3 separate regions of the Mus musculus genome follow, and all the other regions are linked to region 3. A link is a contact called in public ChIA-PET data. All regions are on one chromosome and are shown on one strand. The core of a region is the stretch at or near the end of the contact, and the rest is flanking DNA. Distances in the headings are between cores, read along the strand shown. Region 1 overlaps Ptprk (protein tyrosine phosphatase, receptor type, K). Region 2 overlaps Ptprk (protein tyrosine phosphatase, receptor type, K). Region 3 overlaps Themis (thymocyte selection associated).

Region 1 (3,965 bases), core at 1,306-3,805, 210 kb before region 3:
CCTTTGCTTGAGGAAACCACCCAAGTCTTGTACATTTCCTATTGGCTGCTGTTTGCCACAAGAAACCCCACCTGGGCCACAATGACAACCGTCCTCTCTGCATTCTGGACCCTGTAGAAGAAGCCACTGTGTGTCATGCAATTATTGCTCTTCTGACAAGTTCAGTCTCAGGGAGAGATGGTTTGAAATAGCTGTGGTTTTGTGTTACTCTACCTGTGCAGAAGAGATTGTAGGAAACAAGAAATGTAGTAGAAATATAAAATGGGAAAAGATCATATGAAACCTGCAGGATGAGACATCATCTCATTAATTTGGACTTTCTCTTTTCAAGTAATATGGGTAGACCTCACTTTATTGGTATGTGATTTCTTTAGCACAGTTTCACATCATCATGGTGCAACAGCTATCCCTTGCGTTCTCCTTTGTTCCTCACTTAGTGCCCTACACACAATGGATTTACCCACAATGATCTGGTCATTCATTCAGAAAGTATTGCTTATGTGCTGTCTGTCAGGTACTGGAGGTCCAGGAAATACACTGTAGAAAAGAAGGCATGATGTCTGCATGAAGAGTTAGAGTCAGAACTAATTTCATCTGCATCTGTTACAAGTTCTGAGATCTGGTCTTTCTCTGGGTCACTTCCCAATTCATTGCAGTAAATCTCAAAGAAATGTGTTACCAAATTTTCATAACATATAACTAGTTAATCAAAACCCCCATCAGCCACAGATATTTTTATCTATTTTAAATAGAGACTGTCTGTTTGGGCTCTGGGTTTGTAAAACCAAGTCACTAATTTACTATTATGTAATAGATAGAAAATTGTGTGGCTATACACACACACACACAACACACACACACTTTGCATTCTTGGCTGAACTCCACAGAAAAAGGAATTCCTGGAATCAGTACTAAATAATCACATTATCACATTATATGTGTCTATTTTAAAATAGTTATACTATTTTAATCCTCTAAACTCCTCTAAAAAGAACTGCACAACTATACATTTGAGTATTGTCATGATACCTTTCAAGATCTGGCTATTTTTCAAGTTGTTGTTGCTGCTGTTGTTCTTGTATGTGCTAGATATGGATGTGTGTATATGGACACACATGATATGTCATGTGTATACAAATAAGAGGACAGCTTTGTTTGGTCACTTCTTTTCTACTACCTTTGCTTGGGTCCTGAGGATCAAGTTCAGATCATCAGTTGGTATTACAAGTTGACGCTCACCTCAGAGGACCGGCTTGCTTAATCTCCATTCCAGAGAATAGCTGCTCATAATGAAGGGTGTCTGAAAGTGGCCAAAATGAATGTTTCTGAAGCTATGGGAAGGATGAAAGAATAAGAGATAGCAGCTTCAGAATGTCCCATGATATGTATATCCATTCAGTTGTCATGAGAAGCAACCTAAATGACTTTGTGATTACATCTTTTCCTCTCCCAAAGAGAATCTTCTAGTGATAGAGAGAGAATTAAATCTGGAAATCAAATGAACAGTCCTGTTTAGAGAGACCAGGAAGAAAAATCTGATGAATGCCCAATAAAAGGGAGGAGTATACAGAGCCAATACAGAAAAGGAGATGCACCTCACCGCACAATTACGATAATGAATTAGGGAAGTCAGACAGACAAGTCAAGTTGTTAGCACCTTAACACACCAGATTGATTGGCTCTTCTTTTCTGGCCTCCTTTATAATTTTTTAATCTATTTTTTCCTCTTATTCATTCAGTTCTACATTTATTTCAGAATTCTCTTTTGTGTGGTATTTGTGATATTATTGAGTGTAGCTATCCTCAGGACAACAAACACAAATGTGATGTGTATTATCTCCTTCAGACACTCACATCCTTAGTACCGTCCCAGATTCTGTCAGTCTTGCCACTTTCTTTGGGTGAAGGTTATTATCTCATTTGTACATGGTTAGTAATTACGATTTAACTAGTATTCGGTTACTATTAGACCTATAAAAATTGCTATCCTCTTTCTGTACTCCTCTGCTGTTAGTAACGACAAACCATTTGGTCAGCTCTAAGACCAAGTATCTGTCTAAAGTCCTTACTCAGAGGCTGAGGAACAGCTAAATCAGTCAGTGCATGCCACGCAAAGATACGCATGAGGACCTGAACAACTCACAGAGAAGTGGGTGGCAGGCTCCGGTAATCCCAACACTGAGGAGGCAGAAGCAAGAGAAACCCTGGGGTTTCCTGGCTTAGGCCAATGAGAAGCTCTGACCTTTCCCCAAAAGAAAAGATGCACAGGGCCTGAGAACACACACAGTTGTGTATCATCTGGTCAACACACACACACACACACACACACACATATACACGCCATGCATATATCACACATACACCCACATATATAGAGATATATAGATATAACCCTGGCAGAAAGCACAGAGGGATTCAAGTAATGTTTTGCTAAAGGGTCAGTTATTCTAAATAGTCTTAGTGGGCTGTGTGCTTTGAATCCCTTATGCAGTGGAAGATGACTCCTCAGTTTTCCTTGACATGCACAAACACTTTCAGCATGTCTGCGCTTGTTTTACTTCCTCATGCTTGTGGGCTTCCTCCCCACCAACCACACTGCTACGAAAGTCCTGCGTTACCTTAGATACCGCCGTCACATTGCAGTTTCCACTTTGATTTAAACATTTCACTTAGCTAACCTATGAGTATTTAGTAAGATCATCTACTTCATATAATCCAATTCACATTTCAGTCATCAAACCCTGTACCCACACTTGGGATCACCTAATCTGCTTAATTGAAATTAAAAATGAAACAAAAGCTGCCATTTAAGAATTATGTGACTTCAGTGGTTTTCTTTTTTCCTTCTGATGACCATTTGGCTATCTTATGGGAAATACCAATTCCATGACCTTGAACCTTGTTTTTAAATTTACTTTACAGTCCTCTGGCTACTTACTACATTTCACTATCTGAATGAATGAGTGAATGAATGAATGAATGAATGAATACAACTTGTTTGTTAAATGTGCAGCTGTATCTCACCAGTGAAGATTTGACTGATTCTTTTACTAAAGGGAAGCCTCAGTAAACACTTCCATGACTGAAGTCCTGCAGATCAGAACTGGGTTATCAGTTTGAAAGCAGAGCATTCAATCACCTCTGAAATCCCAAGGGGAAAGTTGCTCCTGCGCTGTTTGGACCTCTTCCCCTCTAATAAAGTGCATTTTCACACTAGAACCTCTGTAATCATGTATATGGATTTTTCTGTGATATTTTTATTGGAACAGCCCTTCAAATAACCTAATAATTTAACTCTGAAGGTGATTCAGATGGGTATTAATGAGGTGCAGCTTTTCCTAGAAAGTTAGTTGATGCTCAAGTCCTTTGTGGAAGGGAAAATTTCTCTTTCTGAGAAGATGGGCATCATCTAAGGATTTCACACACTCCTGCACACTTACTGCATCTTGGTCCGACACAGTTTTGTGTTAGTTAGATGTTGACATTACAAATCTGACCTTCAACAATTGCTACCACTTCCCCTGATTTTATGCTACAGTATGGTCAGATGTATTCAACAGTAGCCAGTATCCAACTGAAAGGCTACACCCCAAACTCCAAGTGCGACCCTCCTGTTCCCAAATCAGTAGGACTTGTCCACTTTGCTTCCTGGGGAGTGCGGGCAACTGGAAATGCCGTAGAAAAACTTGAGATAAGTTCTTTTCCTGGCTAGTCCTCTATCTTTTGCCTCCTCTACAGCGTCTTCACATCATCTTCACATAGCTGCTTTCTGCCCTAGAAGCTCCCATCGAATAAACTGATTTTGGGGTGGACCTGTGTGTCCAAATTGAGTTTTGAAAAATACTTATCCTCTAAAGTTCCAATAAATGTTGCCCTCAGCCTTCTTGGTCTGCACAAGGCTGGTGCTCCCTCAGTAACTAGATGTAAATGTATGCAAAATTACTGGGGTGGGGGGTGCTCTGAGT
Region 2 (3,729 bases), core at 788-3,287, 130 kb before region 3:
AGGGGAAGGCCGGACAATCATCCACTGCTTGTGAGTAGGACAGGGCAGGGCAGGGCATCGTGGCCTTGCCATGCAGGGAGCCTCAGAACTCATTTCCTGGCTAGCCTTTGCTTTGTGTGTGTTTAAAAGATGTTCCTCAAATCCTGGCAGACAAAACTACCATAGCTCGTATTTCAAAATAGAACTCTAGTCTCAGAAATGAATATTTTACTATTAATTTTAGTTTTGTTTTCTGACTATTAAATCTAATAAGAGATGACTCAGTAGTTAGGAGCAGTGCCTACTTTCCTAGAGGATCTGAGTTTGATACCCAGGACCTAACTGGTGACTCACAACCCTCTCTTGACTCTAGTTCCAGGAGATCTGATGCTCACATCTGACCTCTGTGGGCAGTGCATGCGCTGGGTATACAGACAACATGGAGGAAAACATATCCACACAATAAAAATTATGCAGTTGTTTTATGGTTTAACTCTTTCAAGTACCTGTCTGGACAACTTCTGTTTCAGGCAAATGGTTAGGATCTCAACATCTCTACATTACAACAAATTATGCCTGTCACATATTCCTGCTCATAAGCTCCTGAGAGAACTTCATCCTCTAGTATCCTCCCCTCTTCCCTTCACACACAAATGTAGAGGAGAATCCAAAGAAATGGGAGAATTTTTAAAGATAAGTGTCCTTTCCCAGGAGAGTGTGATGGTGTGACACGTGATTCCCCCAAAGGTACTAAGCATGTCTTTGCTTTCAGGAATGGCGGTGGGCGCAGTGGCATGTTCTGTGCCATAGGCATTGTTGTGGAGATGGTGAAGCGGCAAAATGTGGTGGATGTTTTCCATGCAGTAAAGACGCTGAGGAACAGCAAGCCAAACATGGTGGAAGCCCCGGTGAGCCACAGAATCTTTCGAGGGTCTCAGTGACTACTCAGTCATATACCTACTGACTTGTGGGTCTTCACGCACATAGAGGAAATCAGTCAGATGTGCACATGAAACTTGCTGGGACGTTGTGACTAATAGGTAGAGTGTAGCTAGTCTGGCTTTGCCTGTATAAATGCATTCCCCATCACATAACCTGTTGGGTGAAGAAAATGGTCTCATGCGATTTGAGAAGTGAAATTTGTCCTCCTTATTATCAGTGAATTTGTGCTGTGCAGTAAATAGTTCTAGGAAAATAAATCTCACTAAAGTGTAGTCACTTTTTTGCTTGTTGAGGCATATTGAGTTAAGTCGCAGATATACTCATAGGTCACCTCAGAATCTTAGACACCTATTTTCTGTTTGTTCACTTACTTTGTTTTAATTGACTTATTTTGGTGTGTGTGTGTGTGCGTGTGTGGGTGTTGTTAGGTATGGAACCCAGGATCTCAAGCATGCTAGGCCAGGCATTCTACCACTGACCTATATAAACAGACCTGACGCCCAGTGTTTTTGAAAGAGCAACTGAAGTTTATAGCAGCTATTATCCATAATCCTTCCCCATCTAATCCGAATGTAAATTGTCAGTCTGTCCTTGCTGTCAGCTGAAAAGCTTTTATCAGCCTTACAGTACAGTGCATATAATGTGACAAAAGTTCTTCTAAGCTCACAAAGCCTCTAAAATAAGGACAAATGGGGATATGTGAGCAAGGCTTCATCTAAATGGAGCTGTGTACCAAGTAAGAAAGTTACTGCCTCTGTAACATGCTTGACTTGGGGGTTACACATAAGTACAAAGAGACTGGGAAGGAAGAGCAGCTGCAGCAATCATAGAAAAGAAAGGGAGAAAAGCCAGGGCATCACTGTTGCTTGCCCTACTTTATCAAGATGATGGGAGCAACGGAGGTGTGGGGCTGTGGGAGGGAGAGAGGAGGAAGCGGGGGGGGGGGGGGAGAGGGAAAGAGAGTGAGGGAGAGGGAAAGAGGGAGAGAGAGAGAGAGAGAGAGAGAGAGAGAGAGAGAGAAATTTAGTAAGCTCTTGGTGTTTTTACCACTTCCTGCTTGGGGTTGTTCACACAGGAAGTGCATTGTTTCCTGAGACAAACATCTAAAGACTTCGGTTTATGCTGTTTCACTCTGGCTAGTGGCAGCTAACTTCTCCCTTTCTCAAAGAGTGCTCTTAGGAGACTCCAACTGGGACCAGATAACGTCACCTTCTCTGGAATGCAGGCAGTTGAGAAGGACAGAGAGTATTGATTTGAGAATTTTTACATACAGACTGGACAGTAGATAGTTATCACTCTCTGGTTTCAAGATGTATAACCTGTGAAATATACTCTGCCTGAAACATTTCAAGTCACATGCCTTCAGAAGTAACATCTGTCTCCAAATTTGCCTTTGATATACCACCTTTTGACTTCTAAGTTTACAGTTGAATATTTGTTCTAGAACCTTCCCATGAGTTACTGTTTTCCTTTTTTATTTATGTCCCACAAATCTTGACAGAGTTGACAGAATGCACTGCTTAATCAACATCAATGATTAATAAAGTTTACTATGGTTTGGGCTGAGTTTGATATGGAAATGTAGATTTAAACAAAATTGAGAGGCACTGACTGGCTGCAAGCATTTTTTTTTTTTTATCTTTGGTGGGACTTCTCCCAGGAAGCTAATGTAGAGCATATTTACGTTGGTTGTCAGAGATTCTGGATATTTTAATATTTACTTTAAGTTCTGCACTAGTTCAGCCTGCCTAGATTTTACCTGCTTGGACTGGGCTGGGAACTGTCCAATGAATTATATAATATAAGTCATCATTTATAACAGTCTCTGGTCTTTTTAAACTTCTTGATAGTGGATTTTAAGTGACTACACTCAAAAGAAGTGTTATTTTAACTCAAATGTTGCATTATCAACTTGATCAACAACATTGTCAATCAAGTTGTCTTAATTAAGAAGAGGTGTCAGGAATCTATTTAGGCATAAGTGAGCTTGAAGGGTTATTTCTTTTTAATTCTTAAATATTCCTTTTAAATTGGTTGAAATGGTACTCTGATACCATTGCAAAAGGTAGCATACAGGGGGTTCTTCTCATCTCTCTCTGTCTCTGTCTTTCACTGTCTCTACCTATCTGTCTCTCTGTCTCTCTCTTTCTCTCTCTCTTTCTCCCTCACTTTTATCTAAAGAGATCATTTGGAATATGGAGGAAAGCACAGGCACACACCAGCAGCAATACAAAACAGAAAGATATTGAAATAATCTAACAAGTAATCCAGATAATCCACATGGTAGATTTTTGCGTGATATAAAAAGACTCAGGATGTGTAACATACAACATGTAAAACAGAAAATCCTCTTGAGAACTCCGATTTTTTATTTTTCTGAGACGATTACTATGTCAATCGTGTACTCTTCCCCTCCCCCATGCCAAGACAGGGTTTCTCTGTGTAGCTCTGGCTGTTCTAGAACTCACTCTGTAGACCATGCTGGCCTTGAACTCAGAGACACACCTTGTCTGGTTGCTGGGATTAAAGTGTGGTCCACCACAGCCTGGTTCTTTACCTTTTTGTAAGCTGGGAAACATTCTTAACTATTTTAATCCTATAAAAATCCTTGGCACTATATTAAATGATAGGAAATTTAGGGCAAAGATAAAACATCTTTTTACTGTTTCTTTTTTTTCTTAAAAGGGATCATTAGACTTGAGAATAAAATATATATGGCCAGATGTTCCTGTTATATGCAAAATAAGTAATTTACGACTTTTAAATAATCTAAATTGGGTGTCAAGAACTCACACAGATGCTATTACT
Region 3 (4,022 bases), core at 9-2,508:
TCCCTGACTCCCTCAATCTTTTGTTTTTCCTTGGTGATTATAGTCTTATTCTTTGGCTTTCTCTTTGGGCATTCTCTAGTCCAGTATCCTTCTTACTTACAACAGGTGGTTGTAGCTGTAATGGTTCTTAGCTAAGATTGGTGGACAACCTTTTCTAGGCTTTTTCCCCTCAGCAATATTTTGAAGTTGGCACTTCCTCTGTCTCTAATCTGGATTACTATTGGCAAGAAGGACTTTGGCTAGATCTCTGTTTATTAGCTTCTCTGTCTTAATCTTCTTTTCATCTTTAGTCTCCCTACTATGGTATACCTTCTTCACAACCTCCACTAAATCTCTCAATGACTTCTCTCTCTTAGTCTTTCTAACTTCTGAAACTTCCTTCTAATGGTCGGTGCTGATTTATAAATGCCAGCGCTACTGTGTTAGAATTCTCAGTCTCCTCAGGATTTAGGTGTGTATAATGGCAGAAAGTGTCCATAATCTGCTTGAGAAACTCTGTTGGGCCTTTATCATCCTTTAGCCTGACATCATAAACCTTAGCCAAATTTGGGTCGATGAGTGGCTGTCCTGAGACCCGCCATTAGAGGTTGGTGATAGACTCGGAAATGCTCCCACCCTTCACCAGTATTATAGCCCCAAGCAGTCTCCTGAGGGGAAATCTTTTGTCTGTCAACGGGGTTCTGGGGTGGAGTGCCCTTAGGACATGGAACATTCTTTGGACCTCCAATATGATGTGTTTCTTTTCCTCAGTTGTAAAGAGGATCTTTAAGAGCTGCTGACAATCATTTCAAGTGGGCTGATGGGTAAAAAGGATATTGTCTAAGAGACCAATGAGCTCTCTAGCATAGTCAGAGAGTCTGGCATTCTCTCTCCTCCAATTATAAAAATCAGCAATAGTGAAGGGCCAATAATGGTGGAGTTGATTCTCCTGTTGGTCAGCTGATTCTGTTGCCCTTAGGCGTAAGACAGTGGAATCTGCCCAGCTCTATAGCCTAAGGAGGCATTGAGTGCCTGCTTCCGGTTCCCTGTGCAGCCCCCCCCCCCTGCCCAGCCCATTCTTGAAGTTGATACTATTGAGGCTGTTGGCACCTCCTCCGAGGGTAGGGGGAGCAAGGGCAGGGCTGGAGCTGGTACAGCCAAAGCTGGTGCCTGTGGGAAGCTTGCGCAGCTGAAACTTGTGTGTAAGGAGATGGGAAGAGAACATCTTCCGATGTAGTGGCCTATAAAATGGGGTGAAGAGGCACAGGAGGTTTGCGGACTTCCTGTTTACATTCTTCCACCACCAGGGCCGACATGATGAAGAAGCGTTAGCTGGAGGGAAGAGGAAGGACTTAACCCACAGTGGTCGATTATTAACTAAATCCTTCCAAACATACAGGGAACTTGATCTGGGTGTCCACGTGCTTTTTGGAACACTCTGTCATCTACTGCCAACACCATAGGGATGTGAAAGGTCCCCTCTGGCGGCCATTCAACTAGGAAGGCTGGACACTCTGAGCTGGTATATGTGTGTATATTTTCCCTTTCTTCATATCCACTGAGAGATTGTGAACTCTAGTTTTCATTTCCTTAAAATGAGCTAAAAGAATGTTGAGGGTGTGAGAATCAGTCTGTCCCATATCAAAGTATAGTACAACACGAAACAAAACATTTCAAGGGACGCAACAGACAGACCCACACGCACGAAGTAGCCACTTAGTGACTGGAAACAAAAATATATCCAAACACTAGAACTCACAGACTCTGGCCTCAGAAACTGAAAGCGAGGTAGAGAGGAAAGCAGCCCTTCCTCGTCACAAATTCTCCCCACCCCCACTCGCCCCACAGGTACCGGACAAGCCCTCAGGAAGTCCAGGGATGTGTCCCTGGTCCCGGCATTGGTGGCTCTCCAGTGAGTATGCTCTAGCCACCCTCTGCTGCTTTTCCAAACACCTCGAGGCTTTTCCAATGCCAAAAGCAAGAACAGAACAGACACAACCAGTATAGAAATACTGACACTCACCAGCCAGCACTAGGCTCTCCCAATTGCAGGCTCTGGAGATCTGCTGAGGAACCTCAGAAGAGTCCCAGAATGTTATGCCCAGTTCATGGGAACCCCAGAAGACCGCCAGAAATTGCGATACTGATGTACTAAACAAAGAGAGTTTTTATTATACGAGTGTGGGTGCTATCACAGACCTTCCAGCTGCACAGGTTAGGAAAGCGATGCTCAAGTTCAAGGGTTTGATATATATATATATATATATATATATATATATATATATATATATATATATATGAAGATGCATACGCTGGGGCGCTCAAGGCCTGTCATTACATGATTGAGTAGGGGGAAAGGTGTGCGGTCCTTCAAATTGATAACATTTGTTTAGACAGAGAGGCGGAATTTCGCAGCTGGAGAAGGACCTCTTTGACCTGGGAAGAAGTAACTCATCCCATTATAGGAGGCCAGCGTGTTGTTACAAAGCAGTCACAGCTGTTTGGGAACACTTAATTGTCTCTTTCCCATAGCTCAGGAGTGTGCTTTATCACATCAAGGATACTAACTCTTGCCTCCTTCAAAGGCAAGAGCCATCTACACCAGGAAAGTGCTATTGGTTAGAATTATCAGAAAAAGGGAGCGCAATATACAGTGCTAGGCAGGAGGCCACGTTCCAGCTCCCCTTTGTCTGCCCTCTTCAAAGGTCGCAAGAAGGTTGCGGAAAGGAAGTGCTGGCCATTCTGGCTCAGGAAGGGGCGATGCGAAGAGACAGGGGCAGGTTACCTGGGTCTCCTCATTCCGACAGTGTGGGTACCACAGCATGCATATCATTGGGTGGTCATTATATTTACCTGTCTTGTGCTCTAGACTATGAGCTGTCAAACTTGCTTTAAACAGCCAGATAGTAAATTTTAAGGCTTTGTGGCCAGATTGTTGCCATAACTACTGTACAGCAATCTTTTAACATGAAGGTCACTGCAGGTAACAAACCCATCAACCAATGGCCGTGGTTGTAGCTCAAAATACTCTTTATTTATAAAAAGGAGTGGCTAGCAGGATTTGGCTAGTCAAGTTATTTGTTGATATGTGCTCTGCACTACTAATTTCCAGTCTTCATAGTTCTATCACCATACACATTGAGGATAAATTAAAAAACCTGTCAATTGGATGAATAAGAGAGTAGCGAATGAAAAATCACAAACGCATTACAATATAATATGCTTTACAGTATGATTAACGTATGCCTGGGCTATGTGAGAAGCTGCATAGGATCAGTAGGTCATGTTACAGAACATGAATTTTGTAGTTCTACAAGCAATTTCACCATGTTTTGATTGAATTACCTTGGCATGTTATTTTTTTTCCACCGTATGTAAAGTTAAATACTGGTATTCCTACTTGTCTCCTGGTGCCTTTGTGGAGGATATTATCAAAACATAATTAAAGTGCTTGCTATGGCATCTGGACTATAGCAACATTCATAAAAATGGTGATAACTTATATTACTGTTATTAAGATTCTTATTGATATCATTGGGGAAGTAGAAAATGCTTTTCAGAGAATGTTATAATTGACCTGATGTTTGGAGAGTAAAAATAAATTGGTTATATTAATGAGAAGATTCTTGCAAGTGCTCTAATTCTCTGTCCCTTTGAACCGAAAGCTTACCCATTTTTTTTATATCCTTCCTGGTCTTTCAAAATGATGGCTGGTTTTCAAGCTTGGCTGCACAGTGACCTCATCTAGGGAGATTAGAAAGTCGTGATGCAGGAGGTATCATGATTTATTTGGGCAAAGTCTGGTCATGAAGATTCTTCAAAGCTCCCAAGCTAGGACTAACATGAACCTGAGGCTGGGAACCATGGCTTTATAGACAACATTCCTAAGTAGCAAAGTTAGATGTAATTGCTCTCCTCATATGTATATGTGCATGTGAATGCATATGTGAACGTGTGTATATATAATACACATACATATACACACATGTACATATATACACATGTATATATATTTATGAATGTGTGTGTGTGTGTGTGTGTGT

What was found. ChIA-PET counts read pairs in DNA pulled down with a chosen protein or histone mark.
Region 1: a contact with region 3 is called in an RNA polymerase II ChIA-PET map of memory CD8 T cells, with 494 read pairs. The contact joins two enhancer-like sites. A contact is called at or near these places in 2 of 15 datasets of contacts at CTCF or cohesin (CD8 T cells and the NIH/3T3 cell line), 2 of 484 Hi-C or Micro-C datasets (CD4 T cells and bone marrow-derived DN2 thymocytes) and 9 of 115 datasets of contacts at active chromatin or transcription factors (CD4 T cells, CD8 T cells, T-cell acute lymphoblastic leukemia and 5 more).
Region 2: a contact with region 3 is called in an RNA polymerase II ChIA-PET map of memory CD8 T cells, with 497 read pairs. The contact joins two enhancer-like sites. A contact is called at or near these places in 8 of 484 Hi-C or Micro-C datasets (CD8 T cells, the G1E-ER4 cell line, the HL-1 cell line and 3 more), 3 of 115 datasets of contacts at active chromatin or transcription factors (CD8 T cells, double positive thymocytes and memory CD8 T cells) and 4 of 9 other capture datasets (adipose tissue, embryonic stem cells, liver and 1 more).

Annotation. Positions count from the first base shown.
Region 1 is chr10:28,513,751-28,517,715 of GRCm38.p6, forward strand. All of the region lies in intron 13 of Ptprk (protein tyrosine phosphatase, receptor type, K), which reads left to right. Among named protein-coding and RNA genes, the nearest start is that of Themis, 150 kb to the right of the region's middle. Within about 2 kb of position 2,556, at least 54 of the 459 cell types and tissues checked have an H3K27ac peak or open chromatin away from gene starts, as enhancers often do. A contact at or near this core is called in CD8 T cells, memory CD8 T cells and regulatory T cells, where this site is marked.
Region 2 is chr10:28,592,019-28,595,747 of GRCm38.p6, forward strand. It overlaps Ptprk (protein tyrosine phosphatase, receptor type, K), which reads left to right. Exons shown (of 32, transcript NM_008983.2): 30 at 1-30; 31 at 752-887. Among named protein-coding and RNA genes, the nearest start is that of Themis, 74 kb to the right of the region's middle. Within about 2 kb of position 2,038, at least 92 of the 459 cell types and tissues checked have an H3K27ac peak or open chromatin away from gene starts, as enhancers often do. A contact at or near this core is called in CD8 T cells and memory CD8 T cells, where this site is marked.
Region 3 is chr10:28,724,488-28,728,509 of GRCm38.p6, forward strand. All of the region lies in intron 2 of Themis (thymocyte selection associated), which reads left to right. Among named protein-coding and RNA genes, the nearest start is that of Themis, 58 kb to the left of the region's middle. Within about 2 kb of position 1,259, at least 9 of the 459 cell types and tissues checked have an H3K27ac peak or open chromatin away from gene starts, as enhancers often do. A contact at or near this core is called in CD8 T cells, memory CD8 T cells and regulatory T cells, where this site is marked.